Linked DNA regions of Mus musculus: all the other regions are linked to region 2. Evidence: chromatin contacts called from public HiChIP or PLAC-seq and promoter capture Hi-C data. All regions are on one chromosome and are shown on one strand. Each heading gives the region's core, a stretch centred on a gene start, on an enhancer-like site or on the middle of the called end of the contact. The rest is flanking DNA. Distances are from core to core; before and after follow the strand shown. Region 1 has its middle 47 kb from the start of Gm51759. Region 2 holds the start of Aig1 (androgen-induced 1). Region 3 has its middle 43 kb from the start of Pex3. Region 4 holds the start of Fuca2 (fucosidase, alpha-L- 2, plasma).

Evidence for each region. HiChIP or PLAC-seq counts read pairs in DNA pulled down with a chosen protein or histone mark. Capture Hi-C pulls out chosen DNA fragments and counts their contacts.
Region 1: an H3K4me3 HiChIP or PLAC-seq map of bone marrow-derived macrophages shows a contact between it and region 2, with 4 times the contacts expected there. The contact joins the enhancer-like site here to the promoter of Aig1 in region 2. A contact is called at or near these places in 4 of 39 promoter capture datasets (the 3T3-L1 cell line, liver, macrophages and 1 more), 2 of 115 datasets of contacts at active chromatin or transcription factors (T-cell acute lymphoblastic leukemia and bone marrow-derived macrophages) and 3 of 9 other capture datasets (adipose tissue, liver and pancreatic islet).
Region 3: a contact with region 2 is called in an H3K27ac HiChIP or PLAC-seq map of embryonic fibroblasts, with 6 times the contacts expected there. The contact joins the enhancer-like site here to the promoter of Aig1 in region 2. A contact is called at or near these places in 7 of 39 promoter capture datasets (the C10 cell line, cranial neural crest, embryonic stem cells and 3 more), 1 of 15 datasets of contacts at CTCF or cohesin (the NIH/3T3 cell line), 1 of 484 Hi-C or Micro-C datasets (bone marrow-derived macrophages), 4 of 115 datasets of contacts at active chromatin or transcription factors (bone marrow-derived macrophages, double positive thymocytes, embryonic fibroblasts and 1 more) and 2 of 9 other capture datasets (adipose tissue and pancreatic islet).
Region 4: a contact with region 2 is called in a promoter capture Hi-C map of adipose tissue. The contact joins the promoter of Fuca2 here to the promoter of Aig1 in region 2. A contact is called at or near these places in 1 of 484 Hi-C or Micro-C datasets (cardiomyocytes), 2 of 115 datasets of contacts at active chromatin or transcription factors (bone marrow-derived macrophages and embryonic stem cells) and 2 of 9 other capture datasets (adipose tissue and liver).

The regions. Positions count from the first base shown.
Region 1 is chr10:14,172,895-14,175,970 of GRCm38.p6, reverse strand. No RefSeq gene overlaps it. Among named protein-coding and RNA genes, the nearest start is that of Gm51759, 47 kb to the right of the region's middle. Within about 2 kb of position 1,655, at least 21 of the 459 cell types and tissues checked have an H3K27ac peak or open chromatin away from gene starts, as enhancers often do. A contact at or near this core is called in bone marrow-derived macrophages, where this site is marked.
Region 2 is chr10:13,866,920-13,870,280 of GRCm38.p6, reverse strand. Aig1 (androgen-induced 1) reads left to right here and starts at 1,324. Exons shown (of 6, transcript NM_001347362.1): 1 at 1,324-1,663. The coding sequence starts at 1,523.
Region 3 is chr10:13,594,875-13,597,874 of GRCm38.p6, reverse strand. No RefSeq gene overlaps it. Among named protein-coding and RNA genes, the nearest start is that of Pex3, 43 kb to the right of the region's middle. Within about 2 kb of position 1,649, at least 63 of the 459 cell types and tissues checked have an H3K27ac peak or open chromatin away from gene starts, as enhancers often do. A contact at or near this core is called in the NIH/3T3 cell line, double positive thymocytes and embryonic fibroblasts, where this site is marked.
Region 4 is chr10:13,499,483-13,502,604 of GRCm38.p6, reverse strand. It overlaps Fuca2 (fucosidase, alpha-L- 2, plasma), which reads right to left and starts at 1,577. Exons shown (of 7, transcript NM_025799.5): 1 at 1,232-1,577. The coding sequence starts at 1,437.

The sequences.
Region 1 (3,076 bases), core at 406-2,905, 310 kb before region 2:
CATGGTGTTCCTGTTATTTCCATGAATGAAAAGAGTGATAATAACATGGTTATTTAAAGATTTCTTTTTGTCTTCATGAAAGCCCAGGAGAGAAACAAATTTTACCACATGAAATAGTCCTACTGAGCATCTCTAACTGGAGCTGCTGATCCTAGTACATTGGATTGTAAGAGAATTGTTTCCAGGATCAAAAGGGAAACTGTTGCAACCCAGACAGCTCATTTGTTCAGAAATGCAAATGGGTTATAGTAATCTGTGCTTTCAGGACTCTCTGCATCCCTCCTTGGGCTCAGTGAATCATGGAAAACTAGTGACGCCAAGTCCAGTAATATCACCAACTTCAACCTTTGCGCTACTGCATGGGGCATGTGTCTTCAGAGGAATAAAGTCAAGCACAAATGTCCAAAATCATGCAGCAGCATCACCAGTATCTGTAAACCTTTGTGATTGGCATGACAACTAAAAACACACAGCATCCTTTGCCATTCAGCCACAGGTCTTACTGACAGAGCACAGTGGCTGTGTTCCTTATAAGCACGGAAGCTAATAATACTTAATTTTGAAACAAATTCTTATTATCTATCTAGGTCCTGTTAGGAATTTGCTGTTTTGTCTGGTTTAATGTCAGCATCAAATCAAATTTTGAGTTGATTGCGTGATCTAAATTTCATTTTACTGATGAGAAAACTCAAGCAGAAAGTGATTAAATAATTCGCCCAAACATAAGCAGCTAATATATTGCACTTCCAGGATTTTCAACCTGGAAGTGTGCTTTCAGAATTCATGCTTTTGACCATTAGAGTGTATTGCCTCCCAACAAAGCATTTCAAGGGTTAAGACTCGGAAGAGCTTCCAACTGATTGAATCCAAGGTAAAAAGAGTAATGTAAAGAAATCATGGTGTCAGCAGAGAGAGAGAAGAGAGCAAACAGAATTCTCCTGGTATTGAGTTAAACACTTGAACTAACCCAGTACTGTGAGTATAAGGGACCTCATTTGGCCTTCGCTCATCTCAACCTACCTGTCCCATGAGGGTGCAAACGACAAAGGCAACATGGATTAGCAAGGAGCTTTATTTAACAAACCAAAACATTCGAAGAACCATGGAGTAGTGATCCTCACTTAGCAAGATTACTATCATTAAGAATTTTCTTCTCAGCCTGGACTTGGTGGCCTTTAATCCCAGAATTTGAGAGGCAGAGGCAGGTGGATCTTTATGAGCTCAAGGCCAGCTTCTTCTACAAAATGAGTTCCAGGACAGGCAAGGCTTCACAGAAAAACCCTGTCTCCAAAAAAGAAAAAGGAAAAAAGAAAAAAGGAAAAGGAAAAAAAGAGAGAGAGCTCTCTAGATTTTTCTTCTCAGGAAGATCCTCTGAAGGATGTAGTTTGCATATTCATTCTTCACTTACGATCACTTGTTCATATGTGGCAGAAAAATCTCTCCCCAGACAGGGAAAGGTTTTGGATAGAAGAGGAATTGAGGAGAAGAAGGAAGAGATGTTTGAGGAATCGAAAGTCTCCCACCCCCGCCGGCCACCCCCACACCCCACTGATTTCCTGATCATGACCTTGAAGTGAACTTCTGGAGTTCCTTCCTTCTTTCTTTCTGCTGGGGTTTTCCAGCTTCCATGGAGTTCTCAGAATGTAGTCTCCTTTCTAGTTACTTCCCCTTTCAACAGCGACAGAGCAACAGGATCACCCAGGGGCCCTGGTCTCCACCACTCTCTGCAGCACACAGAGATGCCCTTTCACCAGGGACAAGCCCTGTTTTGAAGGTCAGCCTCTTGGATGGAAGCAGAGCTGAAAGTTAGAGTCTCAAGGGACAGGGAAAGCAGAAAGAAAGAAAGGAAGAAAGAAAGAAAGAAAGAAAGAAAGAAAGAAAGAAAGAAAGAAAGAAAGAAAGAAAGAAAGAAAGAAAGAAAGAAAGAAAGAGAGAGAGAAAGAAAGAAAATATCTCTCTGTCTCCATTAGATAGAAGTTTTGGGGCTGTGGGGGGTGGGGGGGAGGTGGGAATCTCTCTTTTACATAGCTCTGACTGTCATGGGACTTGCTTTATAGAACGGGATGGCAGGATGTCCTTGAACTCACAGACCTCCGTCTGCCTCTGCCTCCCAAATATTAGGAGAAAAGGTGTGTACCACCATGCCCAGCATCCCCTTGGATGAGAGTTTGCTCTAGAGTTTTGGTGAATACTGTCTATTTGGGTTAAATAAATAAATAAATAAATTTCCCAATTTGTTAAAAAAAAAAAAAGTAGAACAAAACTGTCGGAACAGATATAGTTTCAACAACTCACTTCACAGGTTGAGGAATTGAGATTTAGAGAAGTGATTAGCCCTGAGGATGCAGCTGAGTGACAAAGAGATTAGCCTGGTATAGGCGATTCTCTATGTTCCATCCCAACTGCTGCAGAGAGTCAACTAACTTGGTCTCTCGGCAGCTCTCAGAGACTGAGCTACCAACCAAAGAGCATACACAGGTTGGACTGAGGCCCGGGCACATAGGGCTGCCTTGTCTGGCCACAATGAAAGAGGATGTGTCTAACCCTGCAGAGACTTGATGTGCCAGAGTAGGAGGATAAGGGGGTGACATCCTCTCAGGGGAAAAGAGGAGGGGAAAGGGAATCTGGGAGGGGGCACTGGGAGGGAGACAGTGTTGGGATGTAAATAAATATTTTTATTACATATTTTCTTCATTTGCATTTCAAATGCTATCCAGAATGTCCCCTATACACCCCCATCCCCGCCCTGCTCCCCAACCCACCCACTCCTGCTTCCTGGCCCTAGCATTCCCCTGTACTGGGGCATCTGATCTTCCGAAAGACCAAGGGCCTTTCCTCCCCTTGATGGCCTACTAGAGACACAGTTGGGGGGGTGGGGCAGGGTACTGGTTAGTTCATATTGTTATTCCACCTATAGGGTTGCAGACCCCTTTAGCTCCTTGGGTACTTCCTCTAGCTTCTCCATTGGGGGCCCTGTGTTCCATTCAATAGATGACTGTGAGCATCTACTTCTGTAATGGCCAGACACTGGCATAGCCTCACAAGACATAGCTATATCAGAGTCCTGTCAGCAAAA
Region 2 (3,361 bases), core at 75-2,574:
CACTTTATAAAACTTCATTAGGCCCAAGTGAGAGGGCTTCAGTAAATTCATTTTTTCTTGTAATTATATGAACATTCATTAAGGACACACACACACACACACACACACACACACACACACACACACACGCAAATAGATCCTGTTTAAACATGAGTATGAACTCATAAATTCTGAGTGAAGAATGCTTTATGCTAGTAATATCATCTTGTGATTTCAGTTTCTTTCAGCATAATTATGTCAATTAAAAAGACCTAGTGGCTCTCTTCCCTAGTGGAGTGGAAAAAACTACGAGTCGGATTTGTTTGCTTCTCTTTACCTCTGAGACTATGCTTTCCCCTAGACCTTCCCACCACACCCTCTGACTCAGAGACTATTTGAATGGGACACCTGTTTTGAATGGATCCACAGGAAATACTCATGTGGTCTTCTCATAACCGGACCCTTTATCTGGTTGGTTGAAACATGATCATGATTTAAAAGAAAACAAAAACCCTACTCTGCCCACAGACTGTTGCAACTTCCCTGTGACAACATTTACTGGAAGGCTGAGGGAATCCAGTTTATATTTACTTTCCTCCCATTCAGCTCTGGTGCGGTAGTATAAGGGAGGTGGGTTGGGAAATGTCGAAGTGCAAAAGGAATTTTAACTCCGAAAGATTTGTATTAAATCACACATGCGTGGGTGAGGTTTACATCCTCCGGGTGGTTTGACTTTCAAATGGAATGCTGTCTCGTAGCAGTCATGGCAATCAGCACAGATTTCTATTTATAAAACTTGCCCTGGTCAGTAATTGCTAAAGTAGCTTGCCATCAAGCCTCATGACCTGAGTTCGATGGAGGGGACTCACACCTGAGCTGTCCTCTGGCCTCCACGTTTGTCCTGTGGTACATGCATATACCCACAAGACGTAATAAAAAGTTTAAAAAAGAATTTGTTCAAAGCTCGTGCATACTGATAAATTATTAAAGCCTTGTGAAATTTATAAGGGGCTTCACAGTCATAAATGCTCATTAACATTAAACCCTCAACTGAATCCTAAGTAATGGGTGTCACTGGAGGGGGACTGTGTGTGGCTTTACACGTTCTGACCCCATCTGGTGCCATGGCAGCCAGCACCAGCTGCCCGGGGATGCCGGGTCCGGACCGGTTCGGTCAGGTCCTTCCCGTCTGGAACCGTGGTTGCCCGAAAGGCGCTCCCACCTTGGAGGCCGGGGGGGGGGGGGGGGGGTGGACCTCGCGGACCGCCTAGGGGGCGCCCGGCCGGTACGACGAACGCCGCTGCAGAATGACGCAGATGACGCCAGAGATGACACCAGGCCGCCAGCTCGCGTAGGCTGCACTGCCGCCCCGCCCGCGCAGGTCTCCGGTGCGCTCGGCGCCGCCACTGTCCCCGGGGACGCGCCCCGCCTCCTGCGCTCCGCCCCTCGCCGCGCCGCGCCCCGGTTCCCACGGCGCCCGGCACCGCGGAGCAGCTCGCCTGCCCTCCCCACGAGCAGCCCGGCGGGGCCAGGCCGCGCGAACATGGCGCTTGTCCCCTGCCAGGTGCTGCGGGTAGCAATCCTGCTATCCTATTGCTCCATCCTGTGCAACTACAAGGCCATCGAAATGCCCTCGCATCAGACCTACGGAGGCAGCTGGAAGTTCCTGACCTTCATTGATCTGGTAAGGCCGTGGGCTGCACCCCCGTGTGCGTGCGTGCGTGTTTGTGCGTGTTTGTGCGTGTGTGCGTGTTTGTGCCTGTGTGTGTGTCACGGGAGCACCAACGCGTGCTGGCCACCAACAGCCACGCTGGGCTCCACTGAAGGCCTGGATGCCCTTCTCACCTTTACCTGGTAGGTAGAGGAGGAAAACATGGGAGTACAGCCAAACGGGCACAGGCCTGCTTCTAAGAAGTGACCAGGGAATAGGATTGTGCCACCAAAAGCATCTGTTGGCCCCGATCATGAGTGCCCTCAGATTAATTCTCCACCGAAGTGTTTTCCAGAACCACATGCAAAGGTAAACTTGCAGCACCCAAAGGAGACATGAGTATTGTCTGGTTCCATGGAGCATGGCTTAGAAACACACAAACACACCTCCTTCCGGAGGAGGGAAATCGCCCCATAGGAAAAAACCCTTGCACATGTTTTTCTGCCCACTGTCAACAATTTGTTTAAAACTCTTTCTAGAAACACTGAGAGAGCAGTTCACGGTGAGGCTCCACCTGGCAACTACTGAACTTCTAGTCGTTCACATTGAAAGCCTGCAGTTTGTGTAATCATCTGTTCTGTTGACACGTGATAATTTTAAAGAGGAGCAGACAACGATAATTATTTTTAAGTTTTTATACCTTGGGTACCGAAAGCACTCCTGTAGATAATCAGAGGGCACAATGCCTTGTAATGACTTGGGGTAGGTGTAGAGCTTTGAAAAGTCACCAAGACTAAGTCATAAATACATTCAAAGGTTATCAAACAAGGGTCGTGTATGGAAACACAAGCAATTAAAAGATCACGGAGAAAAACATACAATCAACTCCTGGAACGCAAAGACTCTGAGGTTATGCATAAGCTTGGTGCAATCACAAGGTTGGCACAAATTTTCTTGACCCTCCACTTTGACAAATTTGAACCTATTTGAATATCGTTCCGTCGGTGTAAGATGCCTAAAGAGATACAGGTAGATGTTTTCAAAAAACCTTCTATTTTCAATATATAAGATATACGCAACTTTTCCCACCTGCCTCTAGGCAAAGGGCTGCCTGGTGTTGCCTGCCTGAGTTGGGCTTTTCAACTTCTTATTGGAATTAACTTCCGTCTGAATATATGCATTCCCTACCAGCGTCTTTTTCCTCCTACTGTCTGCCCACCTGAAGAACACATGATAGGACTTTGCTCTCAGCTTCTTGTAGCTTTCATATAGATGGCTAACTCTGGGAGTACCTGCCTGGATGGGCTGATTGGCTAGTCAGTGGAGACTGGCTTTGCCAGATGTGTGGTACAGCAAGCAGATGTTCGCATATACAGAGTATACTCAATCTTCAGTAGCCCCAAGGCTCTGATAGTTATGCATAGAAAGCATTTAGGATGCTGACAAGTCACCAGGAATCTTCTTAAGAGTGAACTTAAATTAGTGATGCCCACATACTATTAAAAAAAATGTGAGCTGGGCGGTGGTGGCACACGCCTTTAATCCCAGCACTTGGGAGGCAGAGGCAGGTGGATTTCTGAGTTCGAGGCCAGTCTGGTCTACAGAGTGAGTTCCAGGACAGCCAGAGCTACACAGAGAAACCCTGTCTTGAAAAACCAATACCAAAACCAAAACCAAAACCAAAACCAAACAAAACAAAACCAAAATCCAACCAACCAAACAAACAAACAA
Region 3 (3,000 bases), core at 400-2,899, 270 kb after region 2:
GAGAAATACGTGCAAGACCCAGGTTGTAGAAAATGGCACGGCCATCACTTTCCCAAAGGTGCTATAAAATAATAATGCTTGTGGAGGGACCCTGGCTGGAATTGCATTAAAGGACCGCTGGAAGTGAAAGCGACTTGGGCGTTCCCTCTGACCAGTCACTTAGCAGAGCAGAGACAGCCTTGGCTCTGTCATGATGCTATTCATGTGTCACAGCTGTAAGTGAATCTGTGACACCCCACGAGAGGCCACTGATAACAATATGACAACTCACCAGCCCCCCACCCTTTTTCTTTAGGAAGACATGCGATATCCTTCAAATACAATGTTTATATGTATAACAAGGTCAGAGGAGCGTTGAGGGTGTGAATGCTAAATCAGCACCAGGCACATGTGCTGTCCTCAGAACAAGGCATCAATCACACGGCCAGGGATAGGCCACACCAGCAGGTTTCTCATTTTATTTTATTATTTTTTGATAGAGCTCCATATAGTTCTGTTCTGGCTGGAATCTTATTTAATGGTCTTAATGAGCACATTAGCTGTGATTTAACGCTAAGTTTGAATGAAAAGCACACAGATTTGACATGTTTCTTGGCAACAGCTTTTGACAAAAAAAAAAAAAAAAAACAAACGACGTGTTTGTCTTTAGTTTTGTGCTGGGAGTCTTCAGTGGGAAGTCTCTTGAATTAAAACATCCTCTTTAGAGGTTGAAATTGAGCTTTTTTTTTTTTTCACGCGTTTTAGTGCATACGCCCACAGGCACTCCCATGCACACCAAACCAAGTGTGGGCTTGCTCAGTCCAGGAGTAGTCACTGACCTGTGGCAAGTCATGTCCACAAGGCAAGGCAGCAGCAGTGAGGCCTGAGCGCTCTGTGGGGCAAGGTTAAGAGATCTAAGGCATCCCCCACCGCACACAGCATTTTCCCCTGAGCTTGGCCTTCATGTTTCTCCTTGAATTATGAAAGCTCGGTGAGGAAAACACAAAGAAATGTCGACACAGACATGAGAGCCAGGGGAAGAAATGACTTCTCTAGAACAGCAGTTCTCAAACTGCGGGGTTGTGACCATTTTGGGGCTCAAACGACCATTTCATAGGGCAGGAGACTATCAGAAAACACAGATGTTTACATCACAATTCATAAGAGTAGCAAACATTACAGCTATGATATATCAATAAAAATAATTTTATTTTTGGAGGAGGGTTACCACAACATGGGGAACTGTATTAAAAGGTCCCAGCATTAGGAAGGTTGAGAACTGATCTTGGTGGTTACAGTGGCCTCTATTCTATCTCCTTTCCTGTGTTGTAGAGCTAAGCATCTCACAAGTATGGACTCAACAGGCTACATATCCCTGTCTAACTATGGATGTAATCAAACAGCAAAGGTCACTGGGGTCGCATTGATGGTGAGACCTCCAGATTCAGAGCACCAGCAGGTAGAGACCAGCCTGCTTTAAGAGTTCATAGGGTGCATTCTCCTGGCACAAGTTGAGCGAGACTACACCTCACTGTGAGCTTCTGCTGGGAATTACTGAGCCCACATGAATGTTTGGCTTCCATGGAAACAGCAGGAATGCAGGCAGGCCTTGCTGCCAGAATTTGGGCGTTGAGCATCCTAGCTGAGCTGGCCTAACCACTGACTTCCTGTGTTGTCAGTTCATGCCTCAACACCACAGCAAAGGCCAAAGAGAGCCCATAGGCACCTCGTCAAAGCCCTCAGTATGCCTGAGGCTGTTAAACTTTGCTCCTGCTGAGACAGGAGACAGGATGAGATGGCTAACTCCTGTAGACCATTGGCTATTGTGTTGCGAAGCTCCATAGGCTCTTCCTAGGGTAGCAGGCTGGCAGAGAAAACCAGGTTGTGTGCCCAACCCTGGAGTTGACAGAAGTATGTGACTTCATGCACAGCCACAGAGCTGAATATCATCTACTGCAGCAACAACAGATTCTGAACGGACATATTCATCAGGCATTTTAAACCTAATGCCATAGACAAGTATGACTTCATTGTTTTCTCAGCAATTATTATCTCTTTAGACAGGACCACAAGCATATTTCATGGAAGACCTGCGTGACTTCTCATATCAGTTAATAAAATAAGAAAATTTTTAAAAGGAAAATGAACTCACAAGGTTTTATTCTTAAATACCACTATCTGTCTGCACCTTCTTCCCTGTCAATACATTGAAAAATGAAATAGCTTTTCTTGGAAAGAGTATTGCAGATGCAAGTCCATAAACCGGGATGAGTCTGAGTGAGTATTGGTGTGGAAGGCAGCTAACAGAAGCGTCCAGGAAAGCAGGGCAGGTGGGCAGGGGTGAGGGGTTGCGGGGGGGGGGGCTGTGGGGGTTTTCCTGATGCATGTGAGATCTAAGTAAGTCTGAGGGTAGTAACCAAAAAGACCCAGTAGAGTGACTGAGCAGAGACTTGATGTAGAACATTTGTGGGATAAAACCGTTTTTTCTTTCTCAACATTCAGAAAACCTAGTAACACAGACCCATGCCTTTGTGGGAGACACGTTGACAGAACATTTTGTAGTTTAGGGTTTTTTTCTCTCATTAACCTGACTCTCAAGACATATATCTGTACTTGCAGCTAGCACCTAAGTAGCCCCTGGGTCTACAAATGTGGGTCTTGCTGGTATGGGTGTGTTGAGTAAAAAAAAAAAAAAAAAAACAACAATGTCTTTATAGGCATGAGACTTTAATGTTTGCTGAAGAAGGGGACAGGTTTCTGGGCTGTCAAATGATGAGGAAGTGGTTTGCAAAAACTGGAAAATCCATGTGAGGAGTCAAGGGGAGAAAGTAGAAGGGATTAGGAAAGACTTCTCTTGGATGCACACAACTGGGAGTTAGGAAAGATCTCTTTGGGGTGCACATAACTGGGAAGTAGGAAAGATCTCTTTGGGGTGCACACAACTGAGAGTTAGGAAAGACTTTGCTAGAAGCCCTAAACAATAAGAAATAGACAGTCTTGGGATGTGAGGTGCACACTCCA
Region 4 (3,122 bases), core at 328-2,827, 370 kb after region 2:
CAGCTTGTCGTCTATCAGACCCAAAGTCACATGCCTACTTCAGAAACATCCCTCACCGCAACCCATGCTGGCTGGTGGATCAGACAGATAATGGGATCTCCTAGTGAAGAGAGAAGCTGGCTTTCAGGTTAGCGATAGTTAAAGAGTGAACAAGTTTGTGTTGCCTGTCTACCGTCATGTGACTATGAAGATACTGTGGGGTAATATATCTCTATTATTGCCCCTTTGCTCTGCTTTGGGTTTTTGATGCTTTAGCATTCAAGGATCTTCACGTCATAGCTGAACCAGGAAGCATTTATTGTAAATTTTCTGATTTTCTTTTTAATTACATGTGTGCGTGTGTGTAGGCGTGTGCATGTGAGGGGGGGGCTTTGGGAGCACGAACCCCCCCCCCCGGAACCAGAATGACCAGATGGTTGTGAGCCTCCCAGGGCGGGTGTGAGGAGTCAGACTAAGGTCCTCTACAAGAGCAGTGTCTTAGTTAAGAGTCTTACTGCTGTGAACAGACATCATGACCAGGGCAGCTCTTATAAGGACAACATTTAATTGGGGCTGGCTTACAGGTTCAGAGGTTCTGTTCATTATCATCAAGGTAGAAAGCATTGCATGGTACAGGAGGAGCTGAGAGCTCTACATCTTCATCTGAAGGCTGCTAGCAGAATACTGGCTTCCAGGTAGCTAGGATGAGGGTCTTAAATCCCACACCCACAGTGACACACCTATTCTAACACGGCCACACTTTCTAATAGTGCCACTCCCTGGGCCGAGCATATACAAATCACAAGCAGTATGGGCCCTTAACCAGTGAGAAATTTCACCAGCCCTTTTGAAAATTCTTCAAATTCTGGGACTGGTACTCCCTCAATCACGCAGGCATTGCCACTGCTATAGGGAGGCCCACCTGCAGAGTGCCTAAGAACTCCGGTGTGAGTTTGTGTGTGTGTGTGTGTGTGTGTGTGTGTGTGTGTGAGAGAGAGAGAGAGAGAGAGAGAGAGAGAGAGAGACAGAGAGACAGAGAGAGAGAGACAGAGAGAGAGAGACAGACAGAGACAGAGACAGACAGAGACAGAGACAGACAGAGACAGAGAGAGACAGAGACTGCCACTGTCTGGGGTGACATAAAGCCCAGTGTGAGTGTGTGTGTGTGTGTGTGTGTGTGTGTGTGTGTGCGCCCGCGCGCGCGCGCGCCCGCGTCCGTGCCCGAGCCCTTTGGGCAAAGGTATGCACTTACCAGAACCATTCACTACCAAAGCTGGGCACGGAGAACACTCCCCAGTGGATAAAGATGCCGAACTTGGCCTGGTCGAACCAGGCTGGCAGCGGGCGTCTGTCCAGAGATTCCCAAGTGGGGTCATAGCTAAGGGCTCTCGTGACCCCCCAAGGCCTCAGGAGCGGCAGCAGCAGCAGCGGCAGAAGCATCAGGAACCCCAGGCGCATGCGCGCCAGCCTGGGATCCTCGGGGGAACCGCCAGTCACCAGGGAAGCCGGGAACCTTCTCTGTCAGCCGCAGAAGCTGCCTAGCGCTGGCCTTCCGGCTTCTGCTAAGTGTACCCTGCTCCTGTCACCTGACCCAGACCGGTTTGGTCAGATGACTACTGTGATCTGGAGTAGGGAGTGGCCAGGAGTTTTAATGAGCTCTGGTTACTTAAGGACCCCAAGAAGGTTGCATTACTCAGGTGCACAACCAAGGAAGTCAGTTTTTGCCCACCCTCCTCATTTTTAACAGCCCTTGGCTCTGTTTCCCAGTCAGATCTGATCTACTTAGCCAAGACGCCCGGTTTGTCTGCTGTGAGACAAAAACCTAAAGGATGGTCTTTGACCCACGACCTCCCTCCCCAAGGACTCCTAACAGAAAACTCTCAAGAGGTCACCTCGACCACCAGGCCCTGGTGGCTTTATGTGTCAGAGCTGTCTGCCCTACCGTGGGACTGGAGCCTGAGACAGGAACTTCGTGGGCTGCTCAGGGCTTTTGAGGAAGCTCCCATGGCTCTCAGCCTTTGGGTCTGCCTCTGCCATCCTCGAATTTGTAGCCGATGAAATCCCAAAGTTTGGGTTCAGCCAATCTGGGTTCGGGTCCAAGATTTTACATTTCTACTCAGGCTCTTGTTATTTCTGACTTTGGTTGTTGGTGGAACAAACTTTTCTGAGAAACTGCGTTAGGAAATAAGGCAATCTTAGTTGAATGAATGTTTAAGAAGTTTGTATAGAAGGAGGGTTTGGGAACCTGCTGGGGTGGCTGAGTGCTTGCCTAGAATGCAATAAAACCAGAGTAGTGGTCAACACAGCAGTGTGGAAACAGAAACAGGAGAATCAGAGTTCAAGGTCATCTTCGACTACATAGAGAGCTACATGAGACGCTGTCTCAAAAATCAGGAAGGAAAAAAAGGAGAGGAAGGAGGGTTGGAGGGAGGAAAGGAGGGAGGGAATGAAAGTACGATCTGGGAGCCGTAGTTCAGTAATAAATGTCCTAGAGCTGTGTGTGTGTGTGTGTGAGAGAGAGAGAGAGAGAGAGAGAGAGAGAGAGAGAGAGAGAGACGGAGACAGAGACAGAGAGACAGAGAGAGACAGAGAGACAGAGAGAGACAGAGAGACAGAGAGAGAGGAACCTTCAGGTAGACTTAAAGAAAAGGAGCCAGTCACTTAGAATAATCATCAAAGTTACATCTTCAGGAACTGTATCCTAAAGTTATTTAAATGCCATTGGCCTAAAGCCGGAATCTCTACTGCTTCCGCTTTGGCAAAACCCTTATCCTTTTGTGGTACATTTCAAATGCCACCTCCTCCAGGATGCTCTGTGCCATAACCACCCCTCCCCCAATAACATCCCACTTCCTCCCAAGTGCCTCCATAGGACACCGTATCCTAACCACTAACACAGGAGTCCACAGGTGGTTTCAGAGTTGGCTGGCTAGAGATCCCAATCGCCTTAGACTGTGAGTTCCTTAAGAACACTTACAATCTCTTCCTGGGTGCCATGCTTTTCAGGGCAGCAGAGCCTGGCACAGAGCAACACTTACAATGTGTTTTCTGGAGTTGTCAGTGTACTGCAGTTCTCCTTGCTGAATGAACCAAGACGGAAGTGACACTAAGTAACTGTTGCTTGTGGTTCCCTCTTCTGCACA